Linked DNA regions of Xenopus tropicalis: region 2 is linked to region 1. Evidence: chromatin contacts called from public Hi-C data. All regions are on one chromosome and are shown on one strand. Each heading gives the region's core, a stretch centred on a gene start, on an enhancer-like site or on the middle of the called end of the contact. The rest is flanking DNA. Distances are from core to core; before and after follow the strand shown. Region 1 has its middle 32 kb from the start of sem1. Region 2 holds the start of dlx5 (distal-less homeobox 5).

Region 1 (4,908 bases), core at 959-3,458:
AGCAGTAGCAACCATGAAGGACAGAAAGATCTGTTTCTTTAATCAGCGCTGCTTTTTTTCTTTGATCACAAAGATTAGAAACAGTCTGCAAAGGAGGCCTGTTTATGCTAGCACGGAGGGGAGGGACACCGTCGCTTAACTGTTCCAACCATCAAAAGAAACCGACTTGCTAAATAACTTACATTTTTTAATTGTTATGTTTTCCTGGTAACCAGGTTTTGGTAACCAAGGTTTTGTTGGTTTTCAAGCAAATAAACATTTAACAAATTCTGACCAGTTTTACAGTTTCACCCAAGCAGATAAAGTCAGCAGCATAAAAACAAATGATGTTCTGCCAAAGTGGTTTAATTTTAATTGTGAATGTAGCAATGATTATCACTAAGTGTGTAGCCCCTGGTACTGAAACCGGGTCAGTATGAAACAGGGCCAGTTCTACGTTCTTTCTGCAGTAGTAAAATCATGTTTTGCAAATAAGCCATGGAAACAGCATGGAACCCTAAAGATCCTTTGCTTTTCAGGCTAACAATTTTCCAGATCATTCCAAAACACTGAAATGAGGATTGCCCACAAGAAATTTATGAAATTCTGTTGGTGCCTTGTCATTCATAAAAGGGAATCTTCTGAAGAAAGTTTAGATTGGCTGCCCTTTCCTTTTTGTCTGTATGGTCAGACCCACTTGTCAGGAGATCACCCCTTGGAAACTCTCACCAACAAAACTGTGGGCAGCGAAACTCCATTTGCAAATTTGCATTGGTATGGTATCCCATACCAATGAATGCAGTAACTTTTTACAGCCAGCTGTAGGCTGAACAATAAAAATCAACATTTGATTGGTTGCTGTGGGTTATTGCCCAGGTGCAAATTTGCCCAGTGTTTATAAATGAGCCATGATGTGTTCTTATCCAAAATGTTAACAATTCTCTTTGGCTGAGAATATGAGCACCTAGGTACCACTTTCTAGTAAAGTCTAGATATGTCACATCATAAAGGGCACTGCTGCTTGTGATTCATTTGCAGATAATAGTAACTATATTTCTTGCCTACTCTATTGTCACCTGCCTGCTTATAGCCATGTCATTTCCCACCATGTCAGATCATTTTTTTTGTTATTTAGGGTTTGAGATATTATTTCAGTAAAACACTCTGCTTTCCCTATAACTTATGTTTTCCTGTATATTACTGCAAAACTGTAAGATACTGTATCTGTGATTAACCGTGAAGATTATGAGGGTCATTTACTCCATACAAGGCAGGGTGCAAATATCTAATGTGTTTTTTGCACTTTGTGTCTTGCCCTAACTTATGTATCATTCAGATGCCCACTATAGAGGGTTGTTAGGGAGTCCCTAGTGCTCTTGAAGTTGCATCCAAGGTCAAAGTGAATGTTGTTTCTACTTTTAGGTTTCTTTTTAGCTGGGTTTCGCTAGTTAAACTTGCATATTAATTATTTGCTAAATTGAGACTGTGCCTGTATATATATTTTCTGTATTCTGTCAGAATTATAGAAACATAATTGAGTTTTAAATCTGTAGTGTTACAATTTGTAATAGCTAGAGAGCTCTCGTGTACATTGTTTAAAAAAAGGCATTTGAGTTGGATCTTGTACAGGTATAGAACCTGTTATCCAGAATGCTCAGGACCAAGGGTATTCCGGATAAGGGTTTTTTCTGTAATTTGGATCTTCATACCTTAAGTCTACGAAAATATCACTTATACATTAATTAAACCCAACAGGGTTGTTTTGGCTCCAATAAGGATTCATTATATCTTAGTTGGGATCAAATATAAGGTACTGTTTTATTATGACAGAGAAAAAGAAAATCAATTTTAAAAATGTGAATTATTTTATTTAAATAAAGTCTATGGGAGACGGGCTTTCCGTAGTTCGGAGCTTTCTGGATAACGGGTTTCCGGATAATGGATCCTATACCTGTATATGTTAAGCTGTCAGGCAGGGCTGGGAGGAGGTATAGACGAGGATATAGAAGAGATGGTTTGCCAAAGTCATCACAGCAATGCATTAACAGTATCCTCTTTTTTCTTGCATATGCCTGTTTCTCATTTGTATTGTGAATGGATTCATGTTTCTGCACTGAAGAGACAGTATTTACAGAGTTGATATTCATGTACAGAGTGGGTCATGTTACCAGTGGTGATGCACAGAAGGGATTGTACAACCGGCACTGATGTTCATGTGCTGAGGGGACCATTTGCATGTCAATGATGTTCATGCAGTGAGGGGGTTATCTGACCATCACGTCTTACATTCATGTGCTGAGTGGATCATGTGCTAATGATGATATTCACCAGAGCCTGTGACCTGTACTCATGCAGAGAGAATCACATAAACATTGCCGAAGTTCATGTGTAGAAAAGGACCAGCGTCGATCTTCCTGTAAAGCAGTTGCACTGACACAGTAAGAGCTGCAGTAACACAACTGACTCAGTGTTATAGTAGCTCATTGGTTACCAAACTGTGGGGGCCAACACCTATGGGGGCACAGAGCCTTGGTTGGTGTGAGCCCAGCCTCAAATTTGCTCTTCAAAATAGTTGTGGAAACTCACATTGGATGTGGTCTGAGCACTGCCATGACATCTTTCAAGCTAAGATTGACCCAAACCAAATGTTGGCTCTCAAAGGGGGGCTTGAACAGAACAGGGTCGGACTGGGCCGCCGGGACACCGGGAAAAATCCCGGTGGGCCCCGGCCCTAGTGGGCCCCAGCGGCCCAGTCCGACCTTTGCCGGCGCTCCCAGCTACTGACTGTTCCTCCCCGACGCGTTCAATTTATACGCGCTCGGGGAGGACGTCAGGCGGGGGCCCTTTGGGGGGGTTAGGGGGGCCCTTGGGGGGGTTAGGGGACGCGGCTGGGGCACCTGCAGGGCCCCTGGGGCGGGAGCCCCGGTGGGCCCTGCACCCCCCAGTCCGACCCTGGAACAGAATAAACTTTAAAAGATTGGCAAGGTCAACAAATGAGTGGATCTTTATCCCTCTTGAGGGGCCAAACAACCTACTAACAATGATGGAAATGCTGTTGCGTCCCTGTCCCTGATGGAGGTTTTAAACCTGCCCAATCAATATCTGGTCAATGTTTGATACCAGCATCTTAAATTTGCCTGTGTATGGCACCTTAAGGTTGATAGCCACTCTAGTTGCTTCAGCACTGGGTACCCCTAGGTAGCACCTAATATCATTACCACTAATGAAAGAATATAAAAACATCTTCTGGTGAGTGGGAGATACACTTTATGTAGAAGGTGGCAAATATTATATGTTGTGTAAAAACAAACAATTTTTTAGAACCATTAATGTTTGCTCTTAACAGAACCACAATCTTACAAGTTCAACTGAGTGCTATTGGTTTATTTGTGAGTCCTTAGCGTATCATTACACATATAGCGCATAATACAAACCTGTCTGTTTCCCCCTCTTTTTTTTTATTTCAGTGAGTTAAATCGAAAAAATTGTGTACTGATTCATGTTTTAGCAAAGTGGCACTAAAAGACTCCAGGCTGTAATTTGTATTTAGAGTTCTGGTTTTATGATGGAAGGATAATATATATATATTTTTTTTGTTTCTACGTTAGGAAATCATTTCCAGCTTTCAAATACCTCTTTAAGCATTCACAGATTTTCCACGTGAAGCGTTTAGCCTGCCCTCATAGGCAGCCGCGTTAGACCTTGGCAGGTATAAAACTACAACTGCTATGATAATGGGGATTTTACACTGTGCAGCTCCCAGTAACACTATTACTGTTGTTATTATTATTATTATTAACATCTTCACATAATATTATTTTTCTCAGCAGATTACCATGAATAAAATGGGCTCTGATTAAAGACTCATCCAGCACTCACACATATTGATATTAATTAGGAAAAGAGAAAATATGAAGCTAATTAATTTTGATGGCTTATTCGATTGACCTTAATTTTATTTCCTTTTCTAAGTAGATTTTTTGTGTGTTTGGGGAAGGTTATTTATGTTTTACTTGTGATAGGCCTAATGTAGCATATACAAGGGAAATTCCAATGGTTTGCGCTGATTACGCTGAAGAGAATTAATGTTTTTGGTTTTACTAACTACCGCTCCAGATATTTTTCAGTAAATTTCTTGCTGGGAGCAAAAACAGAGCACATTGATATGTCCCAAGTGCATTTTCCACGTGAGGAGACAAAATTCTGCACAAAATGTTCTAAATACACTATGAATACTAATGTGCTGGTAGATGCTCTGGAGTATTGTTTTCAGATAATATTAAAACATCTTTTTATTCTACACTAATTATGCCATTTCTTCCCCTAACCCAAATGCTTGTAAACTCTCATGTGCGGTGTCTCATGTACTTTTTTCACAATTGTGTTACAGCTTTCATTTATATTCCCCTTTGTTGCACCTAAAATCCCATTCATTAAAGGTACATGCAGCAATCTGTGCTCAACTGTGGGCATCTATCTATCTACAGTATATGTCTATCTATCTATATGTCTATCTATATCTATCTATCTATCTATCATCTATCTATCTATCTATCTATCTATCTATATGTCTATCTATCTATATGTCTATCTATATCTATCTATCTATCTATCTATCTATCTATCTATCTATCTATCTATCTGTCTATCATCTATCTATCTATCTGTCTATCTATCTATAGGTCTATCTTTCTGTCTGTCTATCTATCTATCTATCGATATGTCTATCTAGCTACAGTATCTATCTATCTTGCCCAACAGTATTATTACTGCTTAATAACAGGTGTTGGTATGTATGATTCGTGAGTTCCAAAACATACAGGCAAGTTAATGGCTCCTGATAAAACTGACCATAGTGTGTGTGTGAATATTAAAAGCACCATAGATTGTAAGCTCCACTGGGACAGGGACTGCACTATATAAATATAA
Region 2 (4,844 bases), core at 855-3,354, 140 kb after region 1:
GCACTGACACCCCCTCCCACAGTCACAGCCACATCACCCAATCTGGCCCAGGCACAGACTCGCACAGGGCTGGCTGCAAAACCAAATCTGCGCCCACAAATACTCCCCTGGCAAACGTGCAACAGCTCAAAGCCCAAATAGAAAAACAACAACAGATACTGGGATTAAAGGGGCCCTCCACCCAAAACTGGCGTCAGCATGGTGAAAGAAAGTGCAATTCTAACATACATTCAAAATGAATGAATAATCACGTTTTTGAGTGGTTTTAAAGTTATTAGTAAATGTCATTTGTATGAGACGCAGTGTCAGTCTGGCAGTTTAGAGGCTGAGTCCTGAAACTCTGTGACAAGCCAGCTGACCTGACAGACCTGAAGGAGAACTTACCTATTATACTGTCGCAACGGTCATAACCAGAGAAAAGAAAGGGATACAAAAAAAACAAAAACATTGCTAGAAATTACAAATAACTTTAAAACCATCAATGAACTCTAAAGTTGCTTAGAATTGTATTTACTTTCCCTGTGTAAAAAAACATTTTTGTTTAAAAGTCAACAGAGCAGAGATCCAAAATGATGTCCTTAAATAAGGCCTGGCATGGGAGACACAGTGCCTATAATATCAACAACAATTACCCAGATATATATATTAATGGGCAACTAGTTAAACGAACAGCACTTCACTGTGCAGCAGCTCACACCCCAAACCTGCATTATTAGTAGAACCCGGCACTGGGGGGCTCTGTAACTGCGTAACTAGCCCGCAAATGTCTGGGGACATCAAAACTCTCACAAAGTGGGGTTCAGTCCCTCCAAAACGAATGATCTCAGGATCCATAATTTCAACGCTGCCAGACTGTACCCCACCAGCACCTAATGACTCCCTACCCCAGCAGCTGCCACGTCTGATGCCCTCCCGCTGGGGCCCAGCACTGACAGCAACTAAATCCTTTCCACTCGCCGCACAGGGACGCGTAACTGGGATCCGCATGGCGCAAATACGCCTGAGCCATGTACACTGAGTGGTACATAGTGATGCTTGTGTTGGGGTTAAATAATTTCAGGCACAAAAAGGCGCAACGGGTTTGACGCGAGTCTCACTTAATATATACACCTTATATAAACAGGATAAAACGAGATAATAAGACAGGCAAGCACAGAAATGGGAATCTTCCAATATTAAAACAACTTTAACATGTTAATATAAAAGCGGTGCTCCTCTGCCTACTCTGAGTCGGGGGAGCCCCAGCCCGGTGCGGCGGGATTATCCGCACTAGCGCTGCTGTAAATCGGGCTTGTTTGTTTTGCGCGCAGCTGGAATCTCCCTGCGGTTTGTTATGGTGCGGGCTGGTGGCGCCTCAGTTCTAAAGGGAAGCGGCAGAGACATGGTTTTAGGCCGGGGACCACAGCTACAAATAGCTCCCAAGCCAGACACAGAGGGGATTCATGCCAACCCGCTACTGCCCCAGGCTCCCCCAAAGCCTGCACATTAACCCTTCCAACCCCAGTTGCCTACATACATCAGTTCTCCCTTTACATGCAACCCCCCCCCCCGTCAAATCATCTCTGCCACCCAGGGGTCCCATTTACCTGGCTGACTGCTGGGGGGCTGCACCCTGTTGTACGCTCCGCTGTACTGGTGGTGAGGGTGGTAAGGGCTCCCATAGCCATAATCGCTATAGGCTTTGCCAGGGTAGTTTCCCGCTGCTCCATTCATGCCATGGTACTGGTACTGATAAGCATTAAGCGCCTTTCCATAAGTGGCCGAAGTGGGCGAACAGTAGCCATGGTGTGGGTGGCCAGCTGCCCCTCCTGGGCTGTAGTAGCCAGAGTCAGTGGCTGTGGATTCGGGCAGTGTTGGTGAGTCCTGGGAAGGATGGTGCATGATGCTCTGGAACTCAGTGGCTCTGATGGTGGCGACTCTCCGCTCATAGACTCCTGTCATGCTCTGGGGACTGCGATCTGCCTGCATTGGGGGCGCTGGGAAGCTGCTCAGGCGGCCATGCTGCTGCTACTGCTGGGACTGGCACTGAAATAGTGAGAGCTTGGGAAGGTTCCTTAGTGATCTGAGCAGGAGGAGGAGGAAGAGAGAGAGGAGGAGGAGGCTGGGCGCACACTGCTGGATGGGGCTGACTGGAGGCTTGGTTAAATGCACAATTGCGCTATTACTCACAGTAGGGTGGATCCATTCACAGTAGGCTGGTGCCATTGGCCAGGAGCATCGCAAGCGACAGCAACACCCCAACCCGTTCAACTAGTTCAGAAAAACAAAAGCTGCACTACAACAACAACAGCCTCCCCCCCCCGAGAAATGATCATTCAGTTCCTCTAGGTCTGGGGCACAGGTCCCACCATCTCTACCAACTGGCTAGGGACATTGGCGACATTTTGCGATTTATAGGCACCAAATAAAAAGCCAAGGTGGAAGGCTCGGAATTGCTTGGGCCTTATGTCAGTTATTGCACAGATAGGACCGGACTGAGACCCCCACACCAATTTAATGCTTTGGACTAAATAGGACGCTTGTCAAATGATAGAAATTAAAGAGGCATTATACGATAGTCTTTTGGTTACGTTTATTAAATTGCTAGGCTGCTTTTGTTCATAAGCCACATCCATACATTCCTCGTCCCATCAGACACAGACCATGAGAGGCAGTCAGGGCATCGCTTGAGATCTGGAGAGCCTTTGGCCGAGCTCAGTATTATTATCAGTATTATTAGAATCTCTAATTACCCCCCAATTTGCCTTTATTCAGTGATACGCACATATATCAGTGTCCTGTTATTAAACGGACAAATCGAGCGATCTCTACATAAACACATCTACAAATCAGTTAATAGGGTAATGGGAAAAGACACTTCGCCCCCACCCTGGAAAAAAAGGCAGAAGAATTCTCATCTCTATAGATCTATATGAGAATTAATTACCATCTCTAGATACCTGCTATGTGAATGCACAGACACATTTACATGAGATAATCGCATGCAACTTCTTATCTTTTATCTGCCCATTCAGTCTGCTGCCTGCAGGTAGGGGGGATGCGGAGACAAGGCTGAACAGCCACCCAGTGCCGGACCCCTATGAAATATTCTACTCTGAAATTCAGAAATGTTATATACCATATACGTTTATACACACGCACTCTAATTATTAGTATTACACAGATACATTATCAAACCAAGCAGTTTTTTTGTAGCCATGACGTTTTCAAAGAGAGTAATCTAGAAAGTCCAGAAGGTTTCCTTTTTAACATTATTGTATTTAGTTTCATATGCTGATCTCCTGGCCGAGGAAGCCTGTTCCTGACCGAAACGTTACACAACTCCCTTAATAACACTTACTGCCCTATAGTAACTCTGGGGATTCCTACATGTTTGTATATAGAAAAGAACAAATATTGTAAGTATCTGAAAATATGGTGCATACTTATTATTGAGTTCTGCTCATCAATTTTTGGGTTATACTATCATATTCCTTTGTTTTCTTTAGCCAAGTAAAACTTAAAATAAATGATAAATATAATATATACTTGTAGGTATAGTAACCATATATTTCAATATGGTTTATATACAAAGATATTGTTTTGCGTGTTTAATAGATTTATGTACAGAATGCCTAAATGTCCTAAAATAGTTGATATGGGTAAGTACAGAGGAGCTTTTGTGTGTGTGTATATATATATATATCCAAATATGGATTATCTCCAGTATTTCGTGATATATATGTATATGTGTATATCGATATATATATATATATCGATATACACATATACATATATATCACGAAATACTGGAGATAATTACAATTAAAAATGCAATGTTCGTGGGTATTTATATATATTCCCAAATGGCATATAGAGTAAGAGAGAGAATACATAGCAGTTCCAGTACAGTACTAATATATTTATAGATTTTGGTTTACGTTTTGATAAAACAAAACAAGAAACAATCGCCTGTTGTCGGTTGCAATAAAATAGTGTGTAAGTAATTGGAACAGAGATCACTAGGTAGAGGCAGTGGTACTGGTTGCTAAGGGGCACACACTGCCCAGATACCCAGCGCTGCACATTGGCTCCACCACAATCTCTTCAGATTCTCAAGAGCTTTACATGATTCTTCATAATCAGAATGAAATGTAGTACAATGCGGCCATTGTTGCGCACACGACCAGGCCCATGAGTAAGGCGGTTGGTGCCTATTTTTGGTGAACCAGGAGAAGGAATGATGCACAAGTCTGGCAGCAGGGAGACACACACTGACAGACAGGACGACAGCGATCTGCTCATTGCCCCTAACACCCCCATACAGAATGGCGTGCAGACTGGCAGGGACCGGGCTCCCGGCGCAGACACGTATCCTACAGCGCTAATGTGCTCCTGCTTATCCCATCTCTTATACCATCTCTGTAGCGAGAGCGCCACCTAGCGGAAATAGCGCTGCACTGTTATTCGCAATTCTAATGTTTGCCCATTACAAGAGTAAATACTAAAATCATTAGCGATGTCAGGGCGGCTGCAGTTGGTATATCGGATAACAAATGTAGCATCAACGAAAAGACAAGCAATTCTAATACAATTATTATGATTATATTATAACTGCCTTACTGGAGATAATACTGTTACTGGGAAGTTATTGTGGTCCACCTTTAACTTAACTTCCTCTTTGCAACTTTTCAATTGGTCTTCATTTTTTTTTTTCGTTTTTGAATTTCCAGCGTTCAAAAGGGGGATACTGACCCCAGCAGCCAAAAACTGTTGTTATTTAAGGCTACAAAGTTATTGTTACTTTTTTTACTTTTCTTTCTATTCAGACCCACTCCTATTCATTTTCCAGAGGCTCAATCAAA

What was found. Hi-C and Micro-C count contacts between places; a contact is called where the count stands out from the background.
Region 2: a Hi-C map of gastrula embryo shows a contact between it and region 1, with 1.9 times the contacts expected there. The contact joins the promoter of dlx5 here to the enhancer-like site in region 1. A contact is called at or near these places in 2 of 5 Hi-C or Micro-C datasets (gastrula embryo and neurula embryo).

What each region holds. Positions count from the first base shown.
Region 1 is chr6:33,784,778-33,789,685 of UCB_Xtro_10.0, forward strand. No RefSeq gene overlaps it. Among named protein-coding and RNA genes, the nearest start is that of sem1, 32 kb to the left of the region's middle. Within about 2 kb of position 2,209, at least 2 of the 11 cell types and tissues checked have an H3K27ac peak or open chromatin away from gene starts, as enhancers often do. A contact at or near this core is called in gastrula embryo, where this site is marked.
Region 2 is chr6:33,924,441-33,929,284 of UCB_Xtro_10.0, forward strand. It overlaps dlx5 (distal-less homeobox 5), which reads right to left and starts at 2,105. Exons shown (of 3, transcript NM_001004778.1): 1 at 1,587-2,105. The coding sequence starts at 1,941.